Regions from separate parts of the Sus scrofa genome. Here all the other regions are linked to region 1. Evidence: chromatin contacts called from public promoter capture Hi-C data. All regions are on one chromosome and are shown on one strand. Each heading gives the region's core, a stretch centred on a gene start, on an enhancer-like site or on the middle of the called end of the contact. The rest is flanking DNA. Distances are from core to core; before and after follow the strand shown. Region 1 holds the start of ASXL1 (putative Polycomb group protein ASXL1). Region 2 holds the start of POFUT1 (protein O-fucosyltransferase 1). Region 3 holds the start of TM9SF4 (transmembrane 9 superfamily member 4).

The links. Promoter capture Hi-C pulls out the DNA fragments that hold promoters and counts their contacts.
Region 2: a contact with region 1 is called in a promoter capture Hi-C map of fetal liver, with 5 times the contacts expected there. The contact joins the promoter of POFUT1 here to the promoter of ASXL1 in region 1. A contact is called at or near these places in 2 of 5 promoter capture datasets (fetal liver and liver), 3 of 47 Hi-C or Micro-C datasets (epiblast stem cells, fetal liver and heart right ventricle) and 2 of 2 datasets of contacts at active chromatin or transcription factors (alveolar macrophages and skeletal muscle).
Region 3: a contact with region 1 is called in a promoter capture Hi-C map of liver, with 4 times the contacts expected there. The contact joins the promoter of TM9SF4 here to the promoter of ASXL1 in region 1. A contact is called at or near these places in 2 of 5 promoter capture datasets (fetal liver and liver), 3 of 47 Hi-C or Micro-C datasets (heart right ventricle and liver) and 1 of 2 datasets of contacts at active chromatin or transcription factors (alveolar macrophages).

What each region holds. Positions count from the first base shown.
Region 1 is chr17:35,983,993-35,988,248 of Sscrofa11.1, reverse strand. It overlaps ASXL1 (putative Polycomb group protein ASXL1), which reads right to left and starts at 2,271. Exons shown (of 12, transcript XM_021077427.1): 1 at 2,145-2,271. The coding sequence starts at 2,201.
Region 2 is chr17:35,853,820-35,857,966 of Sscrofa11.1, reverse strand. POFUT1 (protein O-fucosyltransferase 1) reads right to left here and starts at 1,299. Exons shown (of 7, transcript NM_001129952.1): 1 at 1,167-1,299. The coding sequence starts at 1,299. PLAGL2 (zinc finger protein PLAGL2) reads left to right here and starts at 1,403. Exons shown (of 3, transcript XM_003359941.5): 1 at 1,403-1,600.
Region 3 is chr17:35,762,794-35,766,695 of Sscrofa11.1, reverse strand. TM9SF4 (transmembrane 9 superfamily member 4) reads right to left here and starts at 1,593. Exons shown (of 18, transcript XM_005672825.3): 1 at 1,350-1,593. The coding sequence starts at 1,364.

The DNA.
Region 1 (4,256 bases), core at 1,022-3,521:
GCAGACTTACACACCATAGTCCTACAAGTCAGCTTCCAGGTATCTAAGTGCACCAGAAAGTAATTCCTATTCATGTTAATATTTTTTAAATGAATAACCATAGAAGAAAAAGAAGATAAAGAACATACCAGGATAATCTGGCAAGAGTTGAGACAATGGTAAAACAGAAATAGCAACCTGGATACTGAAGTGCAAATAACAGTAAATTCAAGAACCTAAAGAGACTTAACAGAACAGTGGACCCCAAATTCCTAGTGCCTTTCAACCAGGAAGAGCTAACAGAGCTTTGAGACAAGCGGACTTTAGAATTCCGTCAGTACATAACACAGGATTTAAAGGTACTTTCACCTACCTCTAACAAGTAAAACTCTGGCAAGCAAATTTCCTTCTGGTGCCCAAAGTCATAAACACCTGCATAACAGAAACTCAAGAGGAGAATTTCAATGAAAAGACCCAACTCAAGGAGAAAGAGAGCACGGCCTTCTGGCTCTCTCCTACTCTCCTTCAGGCCTCAATTTGTTTCCAGGTGAAGAAACATTGGAAAAATCCTAAAGTTAACAAGAGATCCTGAAAGCTAACCAAAACTTCCAAACTTGACTGAATCTGAGAAAAATATTTAGGTACCTCGAAATCTTCATATTTCATATGCCAAACCAAAACAAGTTAACTGAAGCACAAAACTTCAACACACAAACTAATTGCTACTTCTGTTCCTTGGGTAACAGATGCCTGGGGAAGATGATCAGGTACTCCAAATTTTTCCTATAAACTAAACAGCATTAGTTCTTTTTAAGTCAACGACTGAGTTTTACAGGCTCCAAGAAAGAAAAAGTTGAACCATAGTTTTCTAAAAACCTCAAACACACGTTCATCTTCTTCTGCACAACACCTCTGAGGCAAGAACCTCACTCTCCAATAAAATGAAAGATTAGAAAGTTGAGCTTCATTCATCATTAAAAGTGAATTATAGCAATTGCATATAAACTACAAGTTGTCGAGAGACAAGTGTGCCATCTGCACTATAACCCTGCTTTGTGATAATTCTGAGAAAGTGACATTTCTGAGACAAGTATAACCTGTTACTACTGTCATCAGCAAGATTTTATAAGAATATGTCTCAAAGTGTCTTAGCTTTGTGGGTGCAAATCCAAAAGGAAGATATTTCACTTGCAAGTCTTGTGACACTGAGAACAGAAAATTCACAACCTCCCTCACCAGACAGCTCCAAATACTCAAATTACTCTCTCCTTTGCTAAGTCCTCAGTAAGCAGTATCTTCAGAGACACTTAGTCTTTGTCCAACACTGCATGTATACATGCACCAGGACAACAAGGAATAGAGAACACACAGATACATTCTTTGCAAAGTGTACTTAGTTCTCTGCAGAATGCCTATGTCCAGACTTATGAAGTCCAGTCAGCAGTTCTCAAAGTGTGGTCGGTGGGCCACCTGCATTACAACCAACCTGGGTAGCTGGTTAAAATGAACATACTCAGGCTCTACTTCAGAATCTAAGACTCAAAAGGTCTTAGGTAGGACCCTAAGATGAGTATTCATTAACAACCTCCCCAGGTGTCCCCACAGGACACTAAAGTTTGAGAACCACAGCTCAGGGTTCAAGCTGGGAGTAAGCATTTGTTTCCCTCCACACACCTGGTTTAGATTTCGAAATCTCAAAATGCCACTCGCGTCCTTGAAACTGGGGGCTCTTTCCCACCCCCGGAGTCAAACGCACTACCCCACTGCCCACCAGGAAGCGAGGGAGGAGCTTCCGACCTTTCCCGGAAACCTAACTCCCCCGGGTGCACAAACGAAGCTTCCCCAGACCCCCGAGATACTGCCAAATAGTGGGGGAGGGGTGGCTGAGGCCCCGCCGCCCGGAGAGGGAGGAGCCGGCCAGCCAGCTCGCCCCTCCGCAGGAATTTGGGGGGGGGGGAAGCGTGCAGAAAAAGGCGCCACATCCGACCCGGCGGGGGACCTCTCCCCACCGAACGCCTTGGGGGGGGACTGTCCCGTTCCCGAGTGGCCCGCCCCCTCCTGCGGTGGGCAGGGCTTTCACCCCTCCCCCTCCCGGTGGGGGGGTGCCCGCCCAACCCACCCTCCACACGCCCCCCCACCAAGCCCCCCTCTGCCGCCCGCCTCACCAGGCGCGCGGCCTCGGCCCACGTGCGCTCCTTCTTCCTCTTCTGTTTGTCCTTCATCCTCCTCCTCCCCGGCGGCGGCGGCGGCGGCGGCGGCTCCACGCGGGACCTCCGGGCGGGGTGGGCTAGGGCGGCGGCGGCGGCGCGGGGCTGGGGCGGCGGCGGCGGCGGCGGCGGCGGCGGCAGCAGCAGCGGGGGGCGCGTGGCGGCGGCGGCGCGCGAGGACTCGGGTGCGGCCGGGGAGAAGGGGCGGGCGCGCTGGGGACCGGCTGGCGCGAGACCCGGCGCGAGGACGGCGGTGGGGGAGGGGTGGCGGCTCCACGCGCCCGCGCTGCGTCAGTCGCCCGCGGCGGCGGTGGCGGTGGAGGCGGCGGCAGCAGTGGCCCCGCGATCGCTAAGGAATGCGGCGGCACCGCATAACCATGGGGTCAGAGGTCACAGCTCTGGCCTCCGCTTTCCCGCTCTGCTGAGGGGCCAAGACTAGACTGGCGGCGGGGCAGGAAGGCGAGACGCGGCTTTCCCTTCGGCGCCAGGGTATATGCGTGTCTGCTGTGGGTGTGTGTGAGTGTGTGTGAAGAGTGAGGAGGGGGACTGTGGGGTTTTTTTTTTTTTTTTTTTTTTGAACAAAAACAAACCGAAAAGGTGGCTGGGAGTCGTAGTCCAGGCTGCCTGTCTGGCCTCTCCCGCTCCGGAAGAATATGGCTGCTTGCAACCTTCGGACCACACTTCCCGGCGATCCCAGCGGCCCGTCTTTTCCGCCCTCCCCTCCTTTCCTCCGCCCCGCGCAGAGCTCGGTGAGGAAGGGGGAAAGACAGTCTTTCGGGGAAGGGGCTGGGTGGAGTCTCGCGAGGTGCGGGAACTGGATGGGGGCCTGAAGCATTATGGGAGGTAATGCTGGGAAGGGGCGGTGGCTGGATCCCCACCACACCACCTCCACCGTGCTAGGTTTAACCCCTTCTGCGCTTCTCTCTTGCGGGCCGTCGCGCTGTTAAGGGTGGGGATTGACAACTGGTAGCTCAACCCCCACCCCCCACTTAGTGCCTTTCTCCGCCTAAGCGATTCTCACGGACACTTCTTGTAGGTGACAAGTGACAGGACTTTCCCTTTTGGTCCTCCGCTAAATGACTCACTGCCGCATAATAATGAGACAAAAAGAAACTCATACCAGTAAAACGGTTATTTCATGATTGAGGGACCTAGACAGTTTCCCATTTCCTCCTGTGCTTTCATGCCGCTTTGTGTTTGCAGAAGCTGTATTTGCAGAAGCTGCACCCCAGCCCACAGTGTTCTTACCACCTAGTGAACTTGGTGATATGGGTGGTGTAAAGAACTTGGACTTAGGGGCCATACTTTCCAGAATGCACCTGAGGCCTTTTTTGAGGCAGTACCCTGGAGAGAACACAGAACCTGGGGTCAAACGGACCTAGACCAGCCAGTCCAGGTTATCAGCGTAATACCTAACAGCATTATTGAGATTAAAATCAACATAAAACACCTGGCATGTTGGAAGAGGGTGTGAATGGGTATATATAATTTGGCTCCTGGCATAGAGCTAGTGTTTAATAGGTACCGGGCTGAGAGGCAATGGGCAATGTATTTACCCTCTCTGAGCCTTGGTTGCAGAGCACGAAATGAAATGAGATTCAGAGTACCCAACACATAGGTTTTCTGTGCCTGGTTGTTGAATCAGCCAATATCCAGAAACATTCCTAGAATCAGCCTTAAATTGGATAATGGCCAGTTCTTTAAAATTAGGGAGGAAGGGTCAGTGGCCATATTTGAAAGTTTTTCCCTCTGAGGAAGCACACTCTTCACTCCCTGAGGTCAGCACACGGGAGAGCCAATGCTTAGGGAAGACCAACACCATGCTGCCCAAGCCTAACAAGGAGTTCAGTGCTCCTGCTTGCTTGCTTGCTTTTTATGGAAGTTCCCAGGCTAGGGGTCAAATGGGAGTTGTAGCTGCCAGCCTACACCACAGCCACAGCAATTTGGGATCCAAGCCAAGTCTGCAGTCTATACCACAGCTCACATCAATGCTGGATCCTTAACCCACTGAGCGAGGCACGGGATCAAACCCACATCCTCACGGATACTAGTCAAATTCGTTATCGCTGA
Region 2 (4,147 bases), core at 50-2,549, 130 kb after region 1:
GCCTCAAATCAGTGGGTTAAGGATCCGGCATTGCCACGTGCTGTGGTGTAGGTCACAGCTGTGGCTTGGATCTGGTGTTGCTGTGGCCATGACGTAGGCCAGCAGCTACAGCTCCAATTGGACCCCTAACCTGGGAACCTCCATATGTCACAGGTGCGGCCCTAGAAAAGACAAAAAACAAAAACATACAGTGATAAATTTTGATACATTCAAAAAATAAATTAAAAAAAAAGATACATCCAAAATAAAATTTAAAACGTTTGGTGATAGAGAACAATTTGGAGAAGGTTATTTGGGTTGAGGTCAGTGAAGTGCTTTCTGGTGACATTTAAGCTCTGGCTGAGGATGGGGAGGAGCTGGTCTGGCAGAAGGCAAGAAGAGGGTGTTCCAGGCAGAGGGACTAGCATAGGCAATAGCAGAAGCTGCAGGATCCAAGCATGTGTAAGGAACAGAAGGGATAACTGTGCCTACAGCTGGAGAATCTGGGAAGAGTGTGGTGGAGATAACGGGCAGAGGGCCAAATCTTCATGGTCAGGAGTCTGGAGGATGTTAGGAAGGAATGATTTTAACAATAAAAATCCACCATCCCACTTAAACTGCAGCCCTCAATCAGCCTTTAGATTCTTCCTTACCCTGCTCTATTTTATTTTCCCATAGCGCTCATCCTCTCCTAAGATACTGTGTAGTTACTTATTTTTTATGTTTTCCTTTTATGGTCTGTCTTTCTCAACTAAAACGAAGGCTTTTCAAGGGCATGGAGCTTTGCCTTATCACCACCGTATTCCCAGAGCAGAGAATAGGGCTGGGCACAGAGGAGGCGCCCTGTGAATATTTGTTGAATGAATGAAAGAATCGCCCAGAGGAGCGTTGCATCAGTGACAACAAGTCCTGCCCCACTACATTTAGTGGACTGGGCTGGCTTAGACCTCGAGCCAAGACACTTAAACTCTCCTGGCCTCAGTATTCTCATCTGCCAAATGGAAGCTTGGACAAAGAGGGCCCTCAGTGCCCTGGCAACTAGGGCAGAGAGGCAAGAAGCAGGCCCTGCCCCTCGCTGGGGTCTTTTCTCGGACATGCCAAGGCGTCTCTTGGGTGCCTCAGAGGAGCGGCTTCTCCTCTCTGGGCCTCAGTTTCCCCATCTGAGCAGAGGGCTCAGGAGGCCTTACCCATGCATGGGCAGTAGAGCAGATAACCGGCCGGGTCCCAGGAGACCGCAGGCAGCCCCGGGAGCGGCAGAAGTAGCAGCAGGAGAGACACAAGTGGCGGCAGGGGCGACGATGCCCACGCGGCGGCGCCCATATCTGCTCCGGAGCCCGAGCACGCAACGGCGCGGAGGCGGGGAGTGAAGGAGGGGCGCGAGCGTCCGCCCCGCTCCCGGCGGTCTGCGCGCGCCGCCCGCGCACCGCCCCGGCCGCTCTAGCCGGCGGGCGGGCGGGACCATAGAGAGCCCGCGGCACCGCCCCCTCCCCTGCCCGAGCTCCCGCTCGCGCGGCTCCCACAATGCACCGCACAATGGCCCGACCGCCGCCACTACCGGGGCCTGAGCGGGCCTGGCGGAGCCCGAGCGCGGCCCGGCCCGCAGCGCGGGGCCCCGAGCGCGGTGAGTGCCGACGAGGGCCCCGGGGGACGGCGGGGAGCGGGGCGGGAGGCCGTCTTGTTGCGCCCGCGCTCCCCGCTCCCAGAGCGGCGGCGCCCCTCATCGCGGGCCCCTCAGCGCGGTCGCCCACACCCCCGACCGGAGGTCCCCTTTGCTCCAGCGCGGACCCAGATAGGCCCCAGGGAGACAAAAACTCTCCCTGGACCCGATATCCGGGTCTGGGGTACCCGAAGAAACCCTCTGCCCCCCTCCTTTCCGAGACCTGGAGATGTAGCCCTGGGGGGGTCACCCACTCCCGACCCCCAGGCTCCCTGGAGACCCAGATAACGCGCTGCTGACCTTACTAGGAACTCGGGTCTGGGGGACGCAGATAAGCTGCACCTGCTCCCTCCCTTTAGACACGCCTACCCGGACCCACATAACCCCCTTTCCTGCTCCAAATAGTGCGCTCTTTCCCTTCTGTTCTATTCCCCGCAACCACATAGCCCTTTTTGAGCCTTTTCCCAAATATTTGGTTCTGGGAAACCCACATGAGCCCTATGCAGAAACCCCTTCTCGAGGGTCGTAACCCCCAAGCCCTAGACAGCTTACACCCAGTACCATTTTGAGTCTTGAAATTCAGGGAATTCGCTTTTAGCCCCTTTAACCTACCAGCCCTTGGTAATCCGCCCTGCTCCCTCCACACCGTCTCTTTCTTTGCGGGTCGGTGGGTTCCTCTTAGGGACCCAGATAACTTGCTCCTCCCTACCTCTCATCCCTGAAACCCGAATTTCTGTCCCTGGCCTGGCAGCCGTCCACCCCCAGCCCTCCCAGCTAAGGCGTTTAACATGCCTGCCCGCAGTATGGTGGTCTAGAAACTGCCCAGGAGCCAGGGGGTTCCCTGCAAATTCTGTCCCAGGCTGTGGCCCCAGCTGGGTGGGGGAAAGGGACCTGTAAGCTGCAAGATAAGGGGACCTCAGGTGTGGGGAGTTGTTGATGTTTTCACCTACAAGTGTACCTGTTTGCTGGCTTGTGTGTATTCCCACCTGTCTGCCTGGGACTCTGAAATAGTCTGGCCTGGGGTTTCTAACCCTACCCCCCAAGGTGAGGCCTCCAGGTTGGGGTGGGAAGTCTAATCAGGTTTCCCCATTCCTGAAAATGGGGCTGTAGTGAGTTGCAGCCATTTGCTCAAGGCCTTCTCAGGAGTGGGAGGCAGCGGGAATCAGAGGAAACAGTGAATCAAAGAGACTCCAAAGAGGGCCCATCTACACTGACAGAAGAACTAGCAGCCCGAGAGTAAATCCAACCCCTGTTAATCCTGTTTGATGTCTCTTGGAATGATGCAAGTCATTGAGACACTCCAGCCTCCCTGTAATTTAATTCTCCCACCACTCTGGAGTGTGTGTGTGTGAGTGAGTAAGTGAGTGGGGCAGCTATTCCCATTCGCCTTTTTCCTTCTCACTGTTTTCCAGCCAGTCAGTGTGTCTTTGGGATTTGTTTCTAATGCCCAGGTCAGGACCTGTTTTTTTAATCTCTTAAGTCTATTTATAATTTCCCACTTGCTGTTTTGAGTTCTGCTTAAGGGAAGATTCTGTCCACCCCAAGGAAAGTTCCTGGGTGTGTTTCCTCCTCGGCAGGTGTTGAATTGAGTTCTTCAGATCCCCAAGTAGCTCTTGGGCAGGAGGGATAAAAGCTATTTTAGGGTAGTCACTGAAGTGGAGCTGTTAATCCTCTGTGTGTCTCTCTAGTTAAGAACACTTAGAGATTAACCCTTTCCTTGCTGCAGGGGGGCTATTTCTCAACAGTTTAGGGGTGGTTTGGGAGAATTCAACTGTGGCAGCGGAAGGTGGGAACTTGCAACTCAATACAAAGGCAAAGATAATAGCCGCCTTTTGTTGGGTGCTTAGAGCAAACCAAGCCTTATGCTGAGCCCTTTGCGTACCTGACTAAAATAATCCTTACAACAAGCCTGTGAGGTAAGTATTTTTAGTTTTACAGATGAGGAAACAGGCTAATAATGGAGAAAGAACACAGTTTCTATAGAGATGATGTAACACCATAAAAACTATAGTTTCATCAGAGGGCAGCAGGCATCGTGGCACACAACAGAAGACAGACAGACAAGGGAGCAGTTTGTCTCTTTTCAGCTTCCAGAGAGAGCCATACAGAGTTTTTTCGTAAGCATTTGTATTTGTGGTATGGAGCCTTAATAATAGAAGAGATTCCTAAAGTGAGAGAACTCTGGCCCAGGATATGGTGCTGGCGGAAGATAAAGCAAGAGGGACTGGCTAGGGGGATGTGCTGAGGGTGAATTGCTTGGGGAAGAGGGGAAGGATGCATTCTGGGGAGATGTTGGGAAGGGAAGGAAACTCACTCTGAGGCCTGAGAAGTAACATTAAGGGAGAAAAAAAAAAAAGAAGTACCATCCAGGCCCTGTGCGGTAGAGAGGGAGACACAGTTTAGACCTCAGAGACAGGACTGTTTGTATTCACACATTTTATGTCAGACATTTCAGGAGTGTTTCACTGAACTTTCCATGAGGATATTATAGATAAGGAGGATAATCTCTGT
Region 3 (3,902 bases), core at 344-2,843, 220 kb after region 1:
CAGGCACACCTAGAAAACTAGTTTGGACTAAGTGACTTCAGTTTTGGTTCTGGTTTCTTTCCTTCTTTTTTTTTTTTTTTTTTTTTTTGCTTTTTTAGGGCCACACTTGCGGCATATGGAAGTTCCCAGGCTAGGGGTCAAATCGGAGCTGCAGCTACCGGCCTACACCACAGCAACTCAGGAGCTGAGCCAAGTCTGCGACCGGATCCCTGACCCACTGAGCAAGGCCAGGGATCGAACCCGCATCCTGATGGATACTAGTCAGATTCGTTTCCACTGTGCCATAATGGGAACTCCCTAGTTCTGGTTTCTTGACAAACAGAACATCAGCCGAGTTTCTGTAAGGAGACTGGGCTAGTCCTTCATAGATCTACTTCCAGCGTTCTGCACCAGGAGCCAGCAAGTCCTGACCCACTTTCCTTGTACAGCTTGTCCATACACCCTTATCCTCACACAGGCTTCATCCTAATGAGCTGTGTGGCCCTGTAGGAGCATAGGTAGGTGATGGAGCCACGCGGGGCTGGTATAGTGCTTTTCAAAACAAAATTACAGACCATCATAATCACTGGAGTCTTATAAAAGTGCAGATTCCTGGGCATCACCTAGCCTTACGAATTAGAATCTTTGGAAACTGCATTTTTAACAAGTCTCCCCCATCACCCCTCCCCCCCCCGCCGCCCAGTCTTACGCACAGTAAAGTTGAGAACCAGTGGGATAAAAGCTCCCCAGGAGAGAGGCAGGGAGTTGAGAAAAGGCAGGATAAATGATTAGGGATGGATGTGGGGATGGAGAATGCATGGGGGGCGGGTAAAAGCATGCTTCGGGGCACTGGCAGGCGTTACAGGTGCGCGGTGGGAACAGTCGAGGGTAGTAGTGAGGACATGGCTTGGGCTGGGAGGCTGGACAGAAGTGAGGTCGCATCCGCGTACTAGTCAGGATAGTGGAGAGGCGGAGTGGCGGAGAGAGCGGGGTTTGGACGTGAGAAGGAGCGAAGGTGGAAATAATGGGGGGCTCTTCAGAAGGGACAGGGCTGGGATGTGAAAATTGGAAAGTGGAGGTCATAATGGAAGGGACCAAAGTCAGAATAAGAACTGGCGGAGGGTGCAGCCAAGACCTTTCCTCCGACCCTGTGCCTCCCCCAAAACTTCGGGCCTTGACAGGCCTGAGTGCAGGGCAAAGGCCGGGGCAAGGGGCGGAGTTTATGGATAAACGAGTCCAATCAGGAATGTCTCTCAGGCCTGAGCTAGGGGTCGTGGAGATGGATCAGACCAGGAATAGGACACCAGAGGGTCCTGGGATCCCCGGAGGGCCCCGCTCCTTCTCCGGCTCCCAGAGTCTCCTTCACTCACCATCCCCGCCGCCATCTTGGATCCACGTGTCGCCGTAATGACGTCAGCGGAAGTGGTGTTTCCTTGGTTACGGAGTTGAACTCCTTGAGGTGCTGCCTGGCTTCAGTCGCTCCTGTGGTCACGGTGAGTGGAGGCACGAAGGAGGCTTAGTTCCTGATCGGTAGCCTGGTCTGGGCAATCAGGTCGCTGATTAGGTGAAAAGAGAGGATGGTGTAACTATGGGGACCATATTAACTTCTGGCAGAACCTGCTCCTCCCCCTCCTGCCACTGCATTGTGGGTAATGGCGGTGTGCGTAAACGCGCTTGTTCTGTGGGCTCCATCTTTACTATTGGCAGGGAGACCCTTTGCCAGGGTTACCTGAGGTTCCCCACTGGGTCGGTACCAGGGCTCTATTAACCGAATAATTTGTAATTATGTTTTTAATTATTTGCTTGAATATTCTATATCCTCTCCAATAGATTATAATCCCTCTGTGGGTAAGATGCTGTCTTTAACCTCACTGCCTCATTCGTATCTGTGAAATGGAGAGGGGATTATTATAATACCTTCATTATAGACTTACGGTAAGGATCCAGTGACATAATGTTATGTAGTATTATTCAATAACTAATTGTCATTATACCGTTTTTTTTGTTTGTTTGTTTTTGTTTGTTTTTTTTTTTGGCCGCACCCACTGCCTATGGAAGTTCCTGGGGCTAGGGATCAAACACACTTGATAGCAGCAATCTGAGCCACAATGATAAAGCCGAATCCTTAACCTGCTGAGACACCAGGGAACTCCTCATTATACTCTTATGTATACTCCTTTGAGCATATGGTGGATGCCAATGAATGAAGGAAAAACAGCATAGTTAGTGAAGGAAGACTATATATAATACACACACACACACACACACACACACACACATACTTTTTTTTTTCTTTTTTTTTTTGGCTGCTCTGCAGCATATGAAGTTCCTCTGCTAGGGGTCAGCTCTGAGCTGCCAGATTCTTTAACCCACTGTGCCAGGCCAGGGATCAAACCTGCCTCCTGACACTGCAGACTCTGATGATTCAGTTGTGCCACAGCAGGAATTCCAGGGGAAGACATTTTTGAATGTGGATTTCACCATGTGCTAGCTACCTAAGCGTATGACTCAAGGCAGGTCACTCAACCTTCCTAAGCCTCAGTTTCCAGTATCTGGAAAAGGGAACCCAAAGAGTTGTGGTGTTATCATTGGTCCATGTATCACTGTGAAGTGGATATAGTACCTGTGCTATCTGTAACTGTTAGGGGAAGTTGTTAAAATAATAATGGTTAATAATAATCACTTACTGAACATTTGCTGTGTGCTACAGTGTTTGGCATTATGCAAAAACTATTCGTAAGACTCTAGTCTAATCCTACCTTTTGGTAGGGGGTCAATTGAACTTTGATTCCCCACCTATGAGCATGACTGTGGTGGATTGTGGGCAAAGACGGCTGCCAATAAGCCCTCTCATCTTTGCATGAGGATGCTGTTTCTCCCATCAAGGAGTAAGCTATTTCTCCTCCTTTTGAATCTGGCTGGTCTTATCACTTGCTTTAACCCATAGAATGTTGTATAAATGACCCTGCCAATTCTGAGTCTAAGCCTGAAGAGACTTGGCAGCTTTTGCTTCTATTATCTTGGGTCTAAAGATGTCTGGCTACCCAGCTGGAGAGCCACATGGAGGAGGGAGGCCCAGCTAACTCCTCAAGATACTCTAGATTCCAGCTGAGCACTAGAATGTAAATGAAATCATCACAGACATTCTAACCCTAGCTGAACTGCCAGCCGAATGCAGCCATATGCATAATCTTATCTGATGCCACATGGAGCAAAAAACCTGCCCAGCTGAGCCTAGTTGTTTTAGATTTTGGAGTAGTTTCTCATGCAGCAATAAATAATTGAAACACATATGTAATAACTCCTGTGACCCACACAACCACCCTGAAGAGTAGCAGAACAGATAAATCCTCAAGGGGAGGAAGCTTGAAAGACTAGGGGAGGGATTTGTCTGAAGTGTCACAGCTACTAAGCCATAGGCTCCAAACTTGGAACCACTTCTGGAGCTTGAATCCTAGGTGTTTGCCATTATTTCTGGATGCCTTAAGGGAGATGATTGATAAGGAACAAAACCCCCCAAAAATGGCTCATTATTCCTCAGTATTTCTTTTTACTCTCCTTATACTTTCTGTTTTTCCCAAAGGCTTTCAGATCCCAGTCTCCTTTGGTAACATACATAAATATATCAGAATCCTGGAGTTAGGAGTTCAGTGGGTTATGAACCCGACTAGTATCCATGAGGATGCGGATTCCATCTCTGGCCTCAGTGGGTTAAGGATCTGGTGTTGCCATGAGCTGTGGTGTAGTTTGCAGACAGACTCAGCTTGCAGACAGACTCAGCTTGGATCTGGTGTTGCTTTGGTTGTGGCATAGGCCAGTTTCCATTTGACCCCTAGCCTGGGAACTTACAGGTGTGGCCCTAAAAAAAAAAAAAAAAAAATCCTGGAGCTAGACTGCCCAGGTTTAGATTCCCATCTCTGTCT